Linked DNA regions of Danio rerio: region 2 is linked to region 1. The links are chromatin contacts, called in public HiCAR-type maps. All regions are on one chromosome and are shown on one strand. The core of a region is the stretch at or near the end of the contact, and the rest is flanking DNA. Distances in the headings are between cores, read along the strand shown. Region 1 holds the start of ms4a17a.2 (membrane-spanning 4-domains, subfamily A, member 17a.2). Region 2 holds the start of ms4a17a.10 (membrane-spanning 4-domains, subfamily A, member 17A.10).

Region 1 (7,825 bases), core at 5,021-7,520:
TGTCTACTGTAGGTGAGAGCTTCCCTCGGGATGAACATTTTCAGTGCTATAGCTGCGGGCATTTCCATTATTGTGCTTCCAATTGGTTTGGCTTTTGGACCATTTTATTCCTATAGTTATACGGTAAGTCATCAACTCTTAAATTGATATAATTTTTGTATTGTTTTATTTTATAATTACAGTAAGATCACTGTGTGACCGGTGCACTTGTGAAAATCAAGCGTAAACTGCACTTATCTGTCCAGTGCTGTCCAGAACCTGACACGATATTTCTGTTCATTTACACTGGATACTAATATTGAAATTAAAGGTGCCACAGAATGCACTGATACACTGTTTAAATTGTTCACTAATATCTACATATATATGGGGTTTAGGTACGTGCAAAAATGCTCCATAAAAATTTAAAGGTCAATTTACAACCAAAGTAATTGGCTCTTGAATGGAAAAGTCTGATTTAACTGATTATATAGACAAAAGGAAGAGAGAGCTTTATAATGCTTTAATGATTGTAATGTCTCTAGGAAATGTTGTGTGCATCCAAGTGGATTCTAAGAGTCAGTGTTTTAGTTTTACACTCACATGATTTACATGACAATGAGGAATCAAGGGTGTTTGAGGTTGAAGGTATGCCATTTGGATGTACAGAAAATGTATGCCTAGGTATTTCCAGATTATTATTCTATGGCACCTTTAAACATCACTCCAAGAGTTCGATTTATACATCGCTTGTTAGGCTTGCTGTCCCAGGAGAGAGCTCTGAGGTCAAGGAATCCTTGAGCCCAGGGCTCCCCACTTTCGCAGGGCAAGGGGAGATTGAGCTCAGGTCAATCTCAAACTCCCCCCTGCTCAGGTCAAGGTGAACTTTCTGAGAGAAAGACATTAGGAAAAGATTTAGGCTTATTTGTCTACAATATAGAGCACATTTGGTTGGTGGGAGGAAACCGTGGAACCGTATATATATAGTGACTTGGGATCCTTTGATTGGAGGATCATGATTAGCTAATGTGAACCAGCTGGGTCAAACATGAGCAAATGTTCTTCTTTCAAAATTAGTTTAACATTAAACTTCACTTAGTTTCATCAGTATATTTAAAGGGCTTCAGATTCTTGACTTCTCTTTGTTGTTGTTGTTGTTGTCCTGTATGCTCATGTTGAATGTTCTCTCAGAGTCTCCTCTCAGGAATCAGTTGTGTGTTGCTGGTGTTCGCCATCCTTGAGTTCTGCATCTCCATCTGCCTATTTGCGTTTGCCTGTAAAGTCACCTGCTGCTGTAAACCTAAGGTGAGAAATACATCAGCTGAACCCATCAGATAAATTTAGGTGTAAAGGATAAAGCTACTTTTAAGGCTTGAGGTTCTGATTTCACAAGAACCAACAAACCCAATATCTGTCTGTAATTCTTTACTCTTAAATGTTCATACCCTTAAAGTCCATGTGAACCAGAAGTTGCTGCAGACTTTTATTTAAATATGATGACTAATTTAATAATTTCACCACTTTGATCAAAGATTACGAAGACAATTGTCTGTTGAGGCGACAGCAACCTATCTCCTGCACCATGTTACCTTAGGATGAAGAGGTGTTGCGCACAAGTGGGGAGCCGGGGGGTGTTGGTGCGGTGAATGGAGGAGGGGTGGTGCAGACGACAGCAAAGAGAGTTGGGGAGTCGAGGAAGAAAGCGAAAGTGAACAGTTTACGGGGGAGAAGTGTGGTTGAGTGAGGGGGATTGGTAAAATGAGGTGTCAGATCAGATTTCAGAGATTCCGGATCCGACGTGTTCCGGCACAAATTAAGCCCTGCCTTTCAGCCAGTGCACACATAGAGTTTCATGACAGAACTGTTCACTTCAAAACTAACAATGTGCGCTAACAAAATAAACATTGTAAATCTGAATTTGATGCAGACCAGACAGAAACCAATGACAGGTTTTTCTTTTTGTTTTGTTTAATTCATCCAATCTCTGTTCTGTATTCACACACAAACCACATTACAACAATTTGTGAATTAGTGAAAATAAAAAACCATAAAAGTTTCTAATGTACTAAAAACGTGTGAGGAACTGGGTAATGGAGCAATAACTGTTGAAAACTAACCAATAGCTTAAGCTGACCATGTACATTTTCTCCTGCAGATTCCTGTGAGCAGCAACCCTTTAATTCAACACCCTCCTGCAGAAATGCCTCCACAGTACATTCAATGTCCTCAAGAAGTCCCCGAACCATGCTTTCAGCATCCTCCTGCAGAATCTCCCCCAGCGTACACTGAAGGCGAATAAATGTGAATCAACATGAACAAACGAGGCAGCAAATTGGTTCTGCTGCTTTGATGCTGTGAACATTCATTGATGCCTTGTGTATCTGATCTGAATAATGCGCATCATCAGATTATGTGTCAAATGATTATTATAGTCATCAACTGTGTATTTTACATGAGTATTTTTGTCTGTTTTGCTACTACCTATATGTATTAGTTACCTAATTGTCATTTCTTTTTATACTGATAAATTGGATTTGTTTCATCGATAGCATTGCCTGTGTCTTTCTTTGGCTCAACACAAATAATTGCAGGACAGCAGATTTGGGTTTAGCAACTGATCACGTGATGCAACTGAACGTTGTGATCACACTGGTGTGATTGTAGGACACAAAGGGTTAAATGTGTTTTTAACATCGTTTTTTAATTCTATGATTCCTCTGCATACCACTAGAAGAAGCCTGTGTACCACCAGCAGTACATATACCACACTTTGAGAATCACTGCTTTAAATCTTGAAATCCTAATAAAACCAAAACCCTACCCTTGCTGCCTTTCTATCAGCTGGAACCAGTCTGGCCATTCTCCTTTGACCTCTGGCACTTTGAACTGCCGCTCACTGGATATTTTACTTTTTGTCAGACCATTCTCTGTAAACCCTAAAGATGGTTGTGCGTGAAAATCCCAGTAGATCAGAATTTTCTGAAATACTCTGACCAGCTTGTTTGGCACCAACAATCATGCCACGCTCAAAGTCACTTAAATCCCCTTTCTTCTTCATTCTGATGCTCGCTTTGAACTGCAGCAGATCATCTTGACCATGTCTACATGCCTAAATGCCTTGTAATTGGCTGTTAAGAAATGTTTTTATCATTCAAACAAACAAAGTTTTTGACCAAAAGTAAGTACATTGTAATTAAAAGAAATAAAAGTTTTCAAATAAAAACAATATTAATTTAAAGTAAATGTTATTGATAAAAAATATATCACTGTAAAACATTAACTATTGCCATTTCATGCAGTTAACAGCAGATTTTTCATCGTGCGCTAGTTCATTTTGCTTTCTGTTCTATCATTTTTTGCGGATCTAAAATCTTTGCGAGTTGAAAACTCTGCAGCTCAGTGGGCGGTATCTTCCCTCCGGGATGAAAGACCTTATTCTGTTGGTCAATCTTGATTGAGGTCATAGGTTGGCCACGTCCATTATGTTTTCACGTGATTGGACTGGGTTTGGACTCTCTTCAGTGACAAGAGTGAGCAACAGGTCTTTATCTTTATCAGTTAACTGAAACTGTATAACTTGTATATTACCATCCACATTCCCCATCTGATAATGTAACGACTGCTAGTATTAAACTCACTGTAGTCTGTAATAATGATGAATACTCTCGATTAACTAACATTAACTGTCCGCCATCAGTAGTGTATAGCTGCAAAGGGCAAAGCAAGGCAAGTGTATTTTGGAAAATATACATTGATGTACCATTACCATGTCTGTAGATGATGAACATGTGTACAGTAGAGCTACGTCCGAAACCGCATTCTTCCATACTATACAGTACGCTAAAACCAGCGAGCCAAATAGTATGTCCGAATTCATAGAATTCGAAAATCAGTTTGCGAGAAGTACCCAGATGACCTACTACTTCCTGCGAGATTCTGAAGTGCGCATCCCATTCACGCTGCACTATCCCATGATGCCCTGCGAGTGAATTCATGAATTGGACTGAAGCAACGCAACTGACGCAGGTAGGTCACGTGACCCTGACAAAATGCCAGATGTAGTGCGTTCCATTCAGACTTTTCACATTCATACTATATAGAACGCACTTTTATAACGGCAGAGTAGTACGTTTAAATTCAAATGCAGTACCTACTGAGTAGTAGCCGGTTTCAGATGCAGCCTAGGTCTTCTAACAGACTGGTGAAGATGTAGTAGTGTGTGTATACTGTATAAAGAGTAATGTTTTGAACTCAGCCCTATTTTCAGGTTCTTTTTATCTGGAGTCCACAGCTAAAATGCAAAAGAGGTTACATATGCCACGAAGGCTTATGACAGGTCTGAAAGCAAATGGGGGTTCAACACGGTACTAGTAAGGTGTAACTAATAAATAAATATATATATATATATATACAGTTGGAATTCCATGTTTATTTAATAAAAAGTTGAGAGAAGATTTTCTCCAATGTGAAAGTATTAGTAATTTATTATATACAAATGTAGCGCCACCCTCAGGTCACCCACGTCACTACAACTGCTTAGACTGCGTGAACCTGAGGGAAAACGTGGACCAGTACTGTAGGTTCGTAGGAGCAGAAATGAGAGACCGACTAAAGAGAACAGACAACAGGGATTAGTTTCAACTATAATGAACTTTATATAATAAAGAAAGAAATAAAAATAATAATTGTCTTAATTTCTCTTTCCAGAGGAAAAAAAACAACAATAAAGTAGAACAACTTCTTTTAAAGAAAAAACTTGGTTATCAATAAACCCTCTTAATGATGATAAAAAAATGAAAACCAAATAAACAAAAGAATGAATTGTCTCTTTTTTTCCTTCCTTGAAAACCTCTTATTTAATCTTTTCTTTCTCTCTGACAAACTGGTTTATTTATTTATTTCAATTTTATGGATTTATATATATATTTTAACTTATTTTAAGTACAACGTTTGACCTATTTTTATTTATAGCTAATTGACGTGTCCTAATTATATTACTTTATTCTATTAGAAGTTAACTACATGTAGTATCAGCTAATTTTGTGTTAGTTTAAGCAAAATACTCAAATTTTCAACTCAGCTTGGAAAACAAAAGATAAATACCCCAAATGACAATGAATAAATCACAATTATGAAATAAAATAACAATTTGTCTTCACACTAATAAAGTGCAAATGAAAAACAATATAACTCTCAGAAACAGTTCAATGAAGGCTAATTCCAACAGTCTTTGTGGTATATTTTATATACCAGTCCCTGAAATCACGAGGAAAAGTATTGTTTCGATTTCAATCCATAAATTGAGTCCTACCGTCCTGCTGCCCAGAACATACCACAGTACAGGTGGAAAGGAAGAAAGTGTGATGCCAGCTTACTCTGTCATCCAGCACAGTTCTGTCTTGAAGATGAAACATTAAACAACAGGTGCAATTGCTGCAATTTCACCGTGAATGTGTTCAATCGAGATCCGTTGGGTGGCCCGCCATCTCATTGCACGCGATGACAACCGCGATCCGTGTCCTCGCTGCATCCGCGTCAATATCAACTTAATATCGCAAGATCAACAAACAATCAGGTCAGATGAATCAATATCAATATCTTTCTAGACGTTCTGTCGAGTTTAAAAGACAGGATTTCACTCGTTTCTCGCTGGATTAGCTTTTCGATCTCAGCTTCTATGCGCTCGCTTCCCTTCCGTTTTTCCCTCTGACGTCACTGACGTTGTTTACGTCGTTCCGCTGCACGCATTTCCTTTCACCTGATAGGTCAGTGGTGAGCTCAAATTTAACCTCTTAAGGGCAAAGTAACAATATACATCTTCACAATTCACAAAATTCAGAAAATAAAACTAAATCATCAACAATAAACAAACAGGAAAACAAAAAATACCTTTAGGCAATTTTAAGATTTAAACTTGAATTCTATTTATGAAGTACTTTTAAATTAATCTATTAATCCGGTTTTTAATTTATTAATTAAGCTAAATGTATATCAGTTTATATGGCATATATTTTTCTTTTATTTCAATTTGTAATACTATGGATTACACCCTTTTATTCCTATTTGTAATACTATGGATTACACAAAGGCATAATTCAATATACAGAGCTCTGGGTCCTCACAGATAAGTCCTATCAATTATACAATGCTATCCAAGGCTCATATCGAGCACGTAACGTTAGGAGCCCAATAAAGAGCAAATATATAGATGGAAAAAACGAACTGAGAGCTTGAGGGAGAGGCTCTTTACCTGCGGCCATTCTGCAGAAAACTCCTCCTGCTTCCTGTCTCTTTCTGGGAATCACTGCGCTGGTGTAAAGTTACAGCAGAAGAGAAAGTCAAAGCACAGTTGAAGACGGGATTCTGCTTCAGGTAAGACAGTACGTTACATACTAAAATATACTTATTATATCTGTGTTTACTAAAGTAATAATAATGGATGTGTTTCCTTTATTTGGTAACAAGTGGACCTTGAATGGCTTTTAAAATGTAGGTGATGTTGATCATTTTAAACTTGAGCTGTGATTTTTCCATTGATTAAACACTCGTGATCATTACACCTCTGTTCATTAAAAAAGTTTCTGTATTTTGTGTGTTTTTGTTGATTTCTGGTGGTGAATTGCATTATGGGATGTTGATCTCTGCTCTGACCACTTTTGATGTTGAAAATTCAACTCTACAGTTTAACACAGTGACTTTAGACTGCGTTCACACTGCAGGTGAATCTGATGTTTTTGCCCACATGTGACTCAGATCTGTTTTGGTCATGGCAGACCGCATGGCATCTGATCTTTTCAATTCTGATTTGTGCCACTTTCATACGTGGTGTCAAACCTGATACAATTCTGGTGTTTTCCAATCGGACCGTAGTGTGAACGGGTATTGAATCCCTTGTAAAAATGGGTTTTAACCACAGCGGTTTGAACTGCAGTTCTGCCGAATGACTAAAGTTATCAGTATGATGGTAAAAAACTGTACATTTCTAGTCAAACAATTGTTCCGCAATCACATACCAAAAACGGAAATAAGGGCAGTGTTAATAGCTATAAATGTGGGAGAGAGCTGATATTACGTGATCGTATTGTATTGCAATACGGAACAATTAAATATTGATGTTAAATCAAAAGTAATTCACAAATACTTGAAAATGAGATGATTTAACTACAATAATTCTCAATGGTTACAACTGAACTAATAACAAAATAACTGTATGAAATGATAAAACATATGATAATAACTGTACCCAGCTTAAATGTAAAATTAAAGTTACCAGAAGTAGAAGGAGAGACACGGGGAGGGAGAGAGAGACAAAGAGAGCAGGCCCAGAAGTTAGCCTGATTGCACCAGAGTCAGAGAAGATAGACTCATAAAACCCCCAAAGTCCACACAACAGGCCTTGATCTCATCAGTATCTGACTTTGGAGTCAATATGGACCTTCTTGAGTCAAAAAGACATGTTTTGTCATATAAACAAATGCATATGATCATTTAGCCTCTTACACTCTCTCTACCTTTACATTCACAGCAAGTGTAAGGTGCAAACCCAGTTTTCTGATGATCTGCACTAACATTAAGGCTTGGGGAGGGTTTATGTTTTGTTTGTGAGCAAGAACTTTTTTTTCAGAGCAAGACATTGAATTTTGGGCAGCTGTACATCATTTTTTATTTGGTTTGTAAAGTTCAACAGTCTGTTTAGAATATTTCCCCAGTACAAAGTTATTAAGAGAAGACCTCCTCAGCCAAAAGTAACCACAAACAATGACAATACGGCCCTGCAATCAAACAGGTTTCATTTTTCGAAAGTACACCATACATGAAACTACAGTCTGGTCGTGACATGTTAGCA
Region 2 (7,934 bases), core at 3,034-5,533, 74 kb after region 1:
CTATTAAATGACCATACTGGTCATTCTGACCGTTCTCATATAAAACATCAATATTGTTATGTCATATTTACATTCAAAACTTCTACTGAGATATCAAAAGTTAAGCTTTGAATGTCTGTCAACATATTTTATGACTGAACTGCCCTAAAGTATTAGCTTTGTTTGGTAATACAGCCTATAAATATATAGTTAAGATACTAGAACAAGCAAAAGTTGTGGTTTGGTAGATTGATTGAGCTGTTGGGAAACGAGTTGTTGTCAGATCATGTAGTGTGTGACCCCCTCTTGTGGATCATTTAGGTTGTGTTGCGTAGTGTGAACACCACAGTGATTAAAATACACAAAATCAAGTCATCTATTGTGAATGGCACAGCGATCTGCCGATGTTTCAAATCCTGTAGTGAGAATTATGCTTAAAGGGCTACAGATTCTTGACTTCTCTTTGTTGTTGTTGTTGTTGTCCTTTATGCTCATGTTGAATGTTCTCTAAGACTCTCCGCTCAGGAATCAGTGGTGTGTTGCTGGTATTCGCCATCCTTGAGTTCTTCATCTCCATCTGCCTATCTGTGTTTGCCTGTAAAGTTACCTGCTGCTATTATCCTCAGGTGAGAAATACATCAGCTGAACCCATCAGATAAATTTAGGCATAAAGGATAAAGCTACTTTTAAAGCTTGAGGTTTCACAATAACCAACAAACCCAATATCTGTCTGTAATTCTTTACTCTTAAATGTTCATACCCTTAAAGTCCATGTGAACCAGAAGTTGCTGCAGACTTTTATTTAAATATGATGACTTATTTAATAATTTCACCATTTTGATTAAAGATTGCGAAGACAATTGTCTGTTGAGGCGACAGCAACCGATCTCCTGCGTCATGTTACCTTAGGATGAAGAGGTGTCGTGCACGAAAGTGGGGAGCCGGGGGGGTGGTGAGTGGGGCGGGGGTGTTGCAGACGACAGCAAAGAGAGTTGGGGAGTCGCGGAAGAAAGCGTAAGTGAACAGCGGACGGGGGAGAAGGGTGGTTGAGGAGGGGGATCGGTAAAATGAGGTGCCAGATCAGATTTCAGAGGTTCCAGATCCGACGTGTTGCGGCACAAATTAAGCCCTGCCTATCAGCCAGTGCACACACAGAGTTTCATGACAGAATTGTTCACTTCAAAACTAACAATGTGCGCTAGCAAAATAAATATTGTAAATCTGAATTTCATGCAGACCAAACAGAAACCAATGACAGGTTTTTATTTTTGTTTTGTTTAATTCCTCCAATCTCTGTTCTGTGTTCACACACAAACCACATTACAACAATTGAATGAATGATTTGTTAAGTAAAAATCCACAAAACCTTTAATGTGTACAGTAAATGTGTGAGGAACTGGGTAATGGGGGAATAATTGTTGAAAACTAATCAATAACTTAAGCTGACCATGTACATTTTATCCTGCAGATTCCTGTGGTCAACAACCCTTTAATTCAACGCCCTCCTGCAGAAAACCCCCAACAGTACATTCAATGTCCTCAAGAAATCCCAGAACCATACTTTCAACATCCTCCTGCAGAAGCTCCCCCAGCGTACACTGAAGGCAAATTAATGTGAATCGATAGGTAAAAACGGGGCTTTGATCCTGTGAAGATTCATTGATACATTTATTCAGGAGTATTTTTGTCTGTTTTGCTACTACCTATATGTATTTGCTACCTAATTGTTATTTGTTTACATACTGATAAATTGGATTTGCTTTATCAATAGCATTGTCTGTGTCTTTCTTTGGCTCAACACATGTAAATGCAGGAAAGCAGATTTTGGTTTAGCAACTGATCACGTGATGCAACTGAACGTTGTGATCACACTGGTGTGATTGTAGGACGCAAAATTCCTCCAGGATCAAATTTGCCCACACCTGCTCTAGAAGAAGCCTGTGTGCCACTAGTGGAACATATACCAAATGTTGGGAATCACTGCTATAAATCCTATACATTCAAAAACCTAGAAGAAAATCACAACCCTACCCTTACTAGATTGAGGGATGAGGGGCTGACCGCCGGACGCAAAAACGGACACCACTGGTATCACTACTGACTTTCTGGTAAATTTTAAATCCTCTTTTCAAAGTGAGACAAGAGGAAATTAAAAGTTTGACAAAATGTTTGGGACTGGAAGTATGTGTTCTGTTTCAGTGTGTTTCACTTCATCTGTGAGCAGGAGAGTGTGTGCCTCGCTTATCTTTCTGCAAGGCCAGAGACTAGATATAGTCAGACGTAAAGTTATTTGAGAAAGAATATGTTAGAGTAACAGACTGAAGTGAGGTAGATGTGGGGGTACAGTGCAGTGTGACTCTAGAGTATGGGTCACCAATCTCGTTCCTGGAGGTGTGTTACCCTGCAGGGTTTAGCTCCAACTTGCCTCAACACACCTGCCTGGATGTTTCAACTATACCTAGTAAGACCTTGATGAGCTTGTTCAGGTGTGTTTTTTAAGGATTGGAGCTAAAATCTGCTGGACACCAGCCCTCCAGGAACAAGTTTGGTGATCCCTGTTTTAGAGCCATTAAGTCAGAATTTAGACATGACCGAAACACAGAGGAGAATTATTGGATGGCTAACATAAAATAGGCAGAGATGCCTTTAAAGTAGTTGGCAAACAAGTATGATGTAGGGCTGTTTGATGAGTGTGAAAACACCTAAATCTGAGTCTGAAGCCAGAGGCAGTACAGGGAATAACTCCATTATTGTGCAATATGCAATGACTCACCAGTACTCAGTTCAATATTTCCAGTAAAATACATCCGAGACAGGAGCCAGACAATGGAGAATAGTGTCTTGTACAAGATTTACAATAAGTAAATGCAGCTGTCAGACAAAAGGATTATTTGCCAATTCATTTTAATATTCTTCTTTTATTTAGCCACGAAATCACATTGAATTCTTACTATCTCTTCTTACAGTGAGACCTGGTCAAGATTACAACACATAAAAGTAACAAGCAAAGACATCAGTTTACACATCCATTTTCCCAATTCATGAATCATAATCAAATCATGAAAATAAGTTACAGCTCTCTTTAAACATTAGACACAAGACATTTAAAAGTATTCAGAGTTGTCATTGCAGTCAGATTAAAAAGAGAAAACCCTTACAGATTTCTGACAAAACCTTTCATCAATTTCCCTATTTCAGAGATCGGCACAGTGGAATGAACCACCAACCAGAGGCTGACTGGCCATAGGGATCAATAGGACAGTTCCCAGGGGCCCGATGGTCAATCTAGCCTGCTACCGTGAATCTAGCTTGACTCCTACACCTCGTTAATAGTAATGTGCTGATTGATGCTAAAATTATAAGTTCTAGAGTTGATTATCTTATCAAAATATTGATAATTTGAAGCAACTCTGTAGTTTATTGGAAATAGAAATACAGCAGAAAAGTAAACACAATTACCCTAATTTATAATGCCAACTTAGTCGGAACTACTTGTTCTTCCGCCTGCAAAGTCATGTGCGTAATATGGCACTGTACAACTGCAGAGCACGCTAGCTAGACACTCAGTTCACTGTTATTGGATAACTCCGCAAGCGAAGTATTGTGTGGAGCTACTTCACTTCCATGAACTCAAATAATGCAGAGTGTGACGCGTGTAACATAACAGTGACGTACTGTGGTAAAACAACAAACCTAATCAAACATCTACATATAAATCACAAGATAGGATATGACTACGTCATGACTAGGCTTCGATATACAGAGCTCATATCAGGCACAGAACGCTCTGAGCCCAAAAAAACCCCCAATAAATAGATAGAAAAACGAAATCAGAGCTTGAGGGAGGGGCTCTTTTCCTGCTGGCTCCTCTGCAGCACACATACTTCCTCTTTCTGGAAGCCGTAAGCATGAAGTGAAAGTTATTTTTGCTGTCGCTGCATCTCCGTCTGCATGCTTGATTAGCCTATCACACTTGGAGAAGAAGTTCGGTTAAGCTATCACTAGGCAATACATATATTCAATAAAACGTGAAAGTGACAAGTAATAAAATAATTTAAAAAAATCCTTAATAAAAAATATAAATGCAAATTCAAGACGTATCTGAAAAAGAATAAGACCTTATGATTTCTCTAATGACTATACGTAAAATCCAAATATACACTATTTGCATATATTGGCATATATCAGATTGTTTTGCTGTATTAACCCCTGGGGTCGGCCAGCTTTGCCATGCATTGTGATTGCACAACTCCTCCTGCTTCCTGTTTCTTTCTGGAAACACTGTGCTTGTGTGGCTTTATATCAGAAGTCTGAAAGCACAGCTGAAGACGGGATTCTGCTTCTGGTAAGACAATACCTTACATAATTGAAAGTACTTATTTTATTGGAGTTTTCTAAAGTAATAATGGATGTGTTTCCTTTACTTGGTAACAAGTGGACCTTGTTTGGCTTTTTTAAATGTAGGTGATGTTGATCATTTTAAACTTAAGCTGTGTTTTTTCCATTGTTTACATATGTGACCATTACACCTCATAAATTACGCTAAATAACAAGGGACTACACATTAGCAGCGTCTACAATACACACTTGAACTGCAGATGTTGCACTGGTTTTACACTGTGAAACACGTCTGTTAATGAACAGTTTCTGGAGTTTTAAACTATATACAGAAAGTTTAAAAAAAATATATAAAGTGTATCTTATTTCAAATGGTATCCTGTTTTGCTTTATTTTGATTTTGTACAGGTTCATTTGATACTCTGAAACTGAAATGTCGACTGTCGGAGCCATGAATCCTTCAACGATTGTCATCCAGCTTCAGCCACTGACACAAACAGCAACTGGGACCAGTTCTTCTGTGCCTGTTCAAATACAGCATGTAGCAGGAGTTTCACCTCTTCAAGGAAATCAGGCCTTTCTTAAAGGCCAACCAAAAGCCCTCGGGGTGAGAAATCTCCCTTAAACCCAGATTACACACATTAACACACAGCATGATACTCTGCTTTACTTCATGAAATACTCTCATCCTTACACTGTACATTCCTCACAGACTGTCCAGATACTGATCGGTCTGTGGATTCTCCTGTTGGGAATCGCGTCTACAGCCATCTTCTACACTGGTGTTCCTTACTGGGCATCTCTGATAGTAAGAAACAATCATACAGTTCAACATGTTGTCCTAGATAACACAAGCTACAGTGGGTAATCAACCAGAATACATCTTACTGTCACATTTACAGACACTAAAAGAACATGTAAATTAGGGATGGGAAGATTAACCGATATGTATCGATACGCGGTCATGCGCGTGCACGATGCGAGTGCACCGGTAGAGCAGCAGAGGATGAATGAAATTTTGGAAGCAAATCGAGATGCATCGGTTTTTGCGAGATGCATCGTTTTTTCCAAGATACAACGTATATTTTTAATATAGAATGTATTTTTTATTTATTAGCAAGTGTTGTCAACCTGTTTTTGGCGCATAATTGAATCGACCTACATAAAGTATGCCTTAGCAACGGACTTGTGGATGTGTACACTTACACTACAACTCAGTGTATAAGGTGTGCGGATGAAGCTAGTGGTGCGCCCTCAGAAAGCGCGAGAAGCAAAACAAACATTTTATTCCCCACTGAGTTTTAAATCTAAAGTATGGCAACATTATGGATTCTGCAAAAAGGATGGACGACTTGACAGGACAGATGCAATTTGCAAAATGTGCCACGCATCTGTAAATACGCGGGCAGTACGACTAATCTGAAATCTCACTTGAAGCGGAGCCACGGTGTTGTTGTGGAAGCATCTGACAGTGTTCCTGCATCCCCGGCTTCCTGCTCTGCTTCAACTGTAGCTACCAGCTCCAAAAGTGGTGAGAAAAGCATTGCAAGTTTTTTTTCCATGCGCAACAGTTCTGCTCGCTCTACGCCAATAACGGATGCTATTGCATTGTTCATCTGCAAAGATATTCAGCCTAGTATCACGGAAAACGAAGGTTTTAAACACCTCCTCCTGTTAATTTGTATTTAATTATATTTTTATTAGCCTGTTGTTTACAGTGACAGTGATGTTTGAAAGCAGCATAACACTGCTAGTTCACCACCTTAAGTTTTGAATATTCAGTGGCAAAATATATCTTTGTAAAACTTGTTTTCATAGTTGAAAAGTTAAATCACAATTCTTGTTGTGCAATGCTAATCCTTTATGTTGAAAGAGTGCAAATATATACATTTATAATATATATTGCACTTATACATTCTGTTTATCTTGAAAATACTTAAATAATATGTGCTATAGGTTCTAAAATGGCCCTCTACTGTAAACTGACTCTCTGGCTCTGAGAGAAAAGTTTGTAAAAAAAAGTCTTGGTTTTGCTTGGTTAATAAATAATCAAACTCATTCAATGGCACAGCATCCTCTTTCACATCATCTCAGAAACTTGATCTAATAAGTTAGTGCTGAATTATCGCATTGTATCGTGATATGGGGGTGAATCGCATCGCAATATGTCACAAATGTATCGCTAATATATCGGATCGTATTCTTTGTATCGAGATGCGTATCGGATTGGCATTATAACTTAGATGCCCAACCCCAATGTAAATGCTTTGTGCACGTTTATTAAGTATCTCGTATTGCCACTAGAGGCAGCACTGAACACACAAACAGACTCCCTGATCTGATATGGAGGACATTGGTGAACAAAGATGCTTTTACTTTATTTTGCACACAAAAGTGTTCCTGGAGCTTCATCTGATTACAGATGAACCACTGAAGTGACATTTGATGATGTTTTTGTTGCTTTTCTGAACTTTAATTGTCTCTGGATCATCACTTTTTATGGAGGATGATCGAGCTTTTAGGTCAAAGTGGGTCCTGCCCATCCAGGGCAGGTGTGGGCCTAGTGAGGGCCAACGTTTTGCCGTTTAACAGACTCTCAAAGGCCTAGCACTGGCAGCCTGCTCTGGGCCCGAGCCCAAATGTGGCCTTAATGGGTTTAACGTGGGCTGATCGCTAGTGTAAGCTACTCACACAGTGACTGTAGCTGTGGGCCGATCGAGAACTCATGAGCTGCTGTTCTCAGCTTGTAAATTACTTTCACACAATTCAAGACAAGTCCATATGAGCATCAACAATTTCCACACAACTTATACAGATGGGGTAAACTACATATGAGCCTATATGAAAGTAAAAAGGGCATTGTGTATATCCTGCCAGAATGGATGAATATTTGAATAGGATTTGGTCCTGCTGTTTTTTTTTAATGTATATTTTTACTCTCTTATGTTTTGCCTTGGTCTTGTCATGGTTGAGGTTGGGAAAGGACAAGGACTCAAGTGCAGTCAATAATGGGTATTTATTAACTATTAAAAAAAACTAAACAAAACAAAAAGGGCAACAAGTACAACCCAGAGGAGGAACAAACTAGACTGGAAAGGAACAGGACATGACATGACTCTTAGGAAAAACGACATATGTAGGACAATAAACTGGCACAGGACAGCAGACATGAGGAGACTATAAAGGAGAAATAATTGGCAAACAAACAGGTGAAAATACTAAACTAACAATGGGTTAACTAGTGCTAGACTGAGCTCTGAGATGGAAAACACCACACCGCACACAAAACACACACCAAGATGGTGCTCATACACAACATACAAGACAAGACAGGACTAGTGTCTGGTTCATGTGACAGTAAACTGTTCATTCTGGTTGAGTATCATGTATATCTGTATATATATATATTTTCCAACATAAGCTTTAAGTGTTGCTCTTCTCTCTGTTCTCAGTACATTATTGCAGGCTCGCTCTCCATTGCTGCTGAAAACAAAATTTTTTCACCAGCCGGTTTATGTTTGGTATGTACACAACACTTGATCTTTTCATGGGTCTAAACACTGGGTGCTTGTAAAATTTGGTGTGTAAGGATTTGTGCATAAATCTTATTTTTTTCT

Evidence for each region. HiCAR-type assays count read pairs that join an accessible place to other places.
Region 2: a HiCAR-type map of caudal fin shows a contact between it and region 1, with 7 times the contacts expected there. The contact joins the promoter of ms4a17a.10 here to the promoter of ms4a17a.2 in region 1. A contact is called at or near these places in 1 of 18 Hi-C or Micro-C datasets (embryo) and 1 of 4 datasets of contacts at active chromatin or transcription factors (caudal fin).

The regions. Positions count from the first base shown.
Region 1 is chr4:74,800,460-74,808,284 of GRCz12tu, forward strand. ms4a17a.2 (membrane-spanning 4-domains, subfamily A, member 17a.2) reads left to right here and starts at 6,271. Exons shown (of 7, transcript NM_001100061.2): 1 at 6,271-6,351. It overlaps ms4a17a.5 (membrane-spanning 4-domains, subfamily A, member 17A.5), which reads left to right. Exons shown (of 7, transcript NM_001004629.2): 5 at 13-123; 6 at 1,171-1,284; 7 at 2,135-2,525. The coding sequence ends at 2,278.
Region 2 is chr4:74,876,484-74,884,417 of GRCz12tu, forward strand. It overlaps ms4a17a.10 (membrane-spanning 4-domains, subfamily A, member 17A.10), which reads left to right and starts at 4,284. Exons shown (of 7, transcript NM_001386856.1): 1 at 4,284-4,324; 2 at 4,726-4,924; 3 at 5,030-5,125; 4 at 7,770-7,838. The coding sequence starts at 4,751. It overlaps ms4a17a.6 (membrane-spanning 4-domains, subfamily A, member 17A.6), which reads left to right. Exons shown (of 7, transcript NM_001083012.1): 6 at 492-605; 7 at 1,448-1,747. The coding sequence ends at 1,597.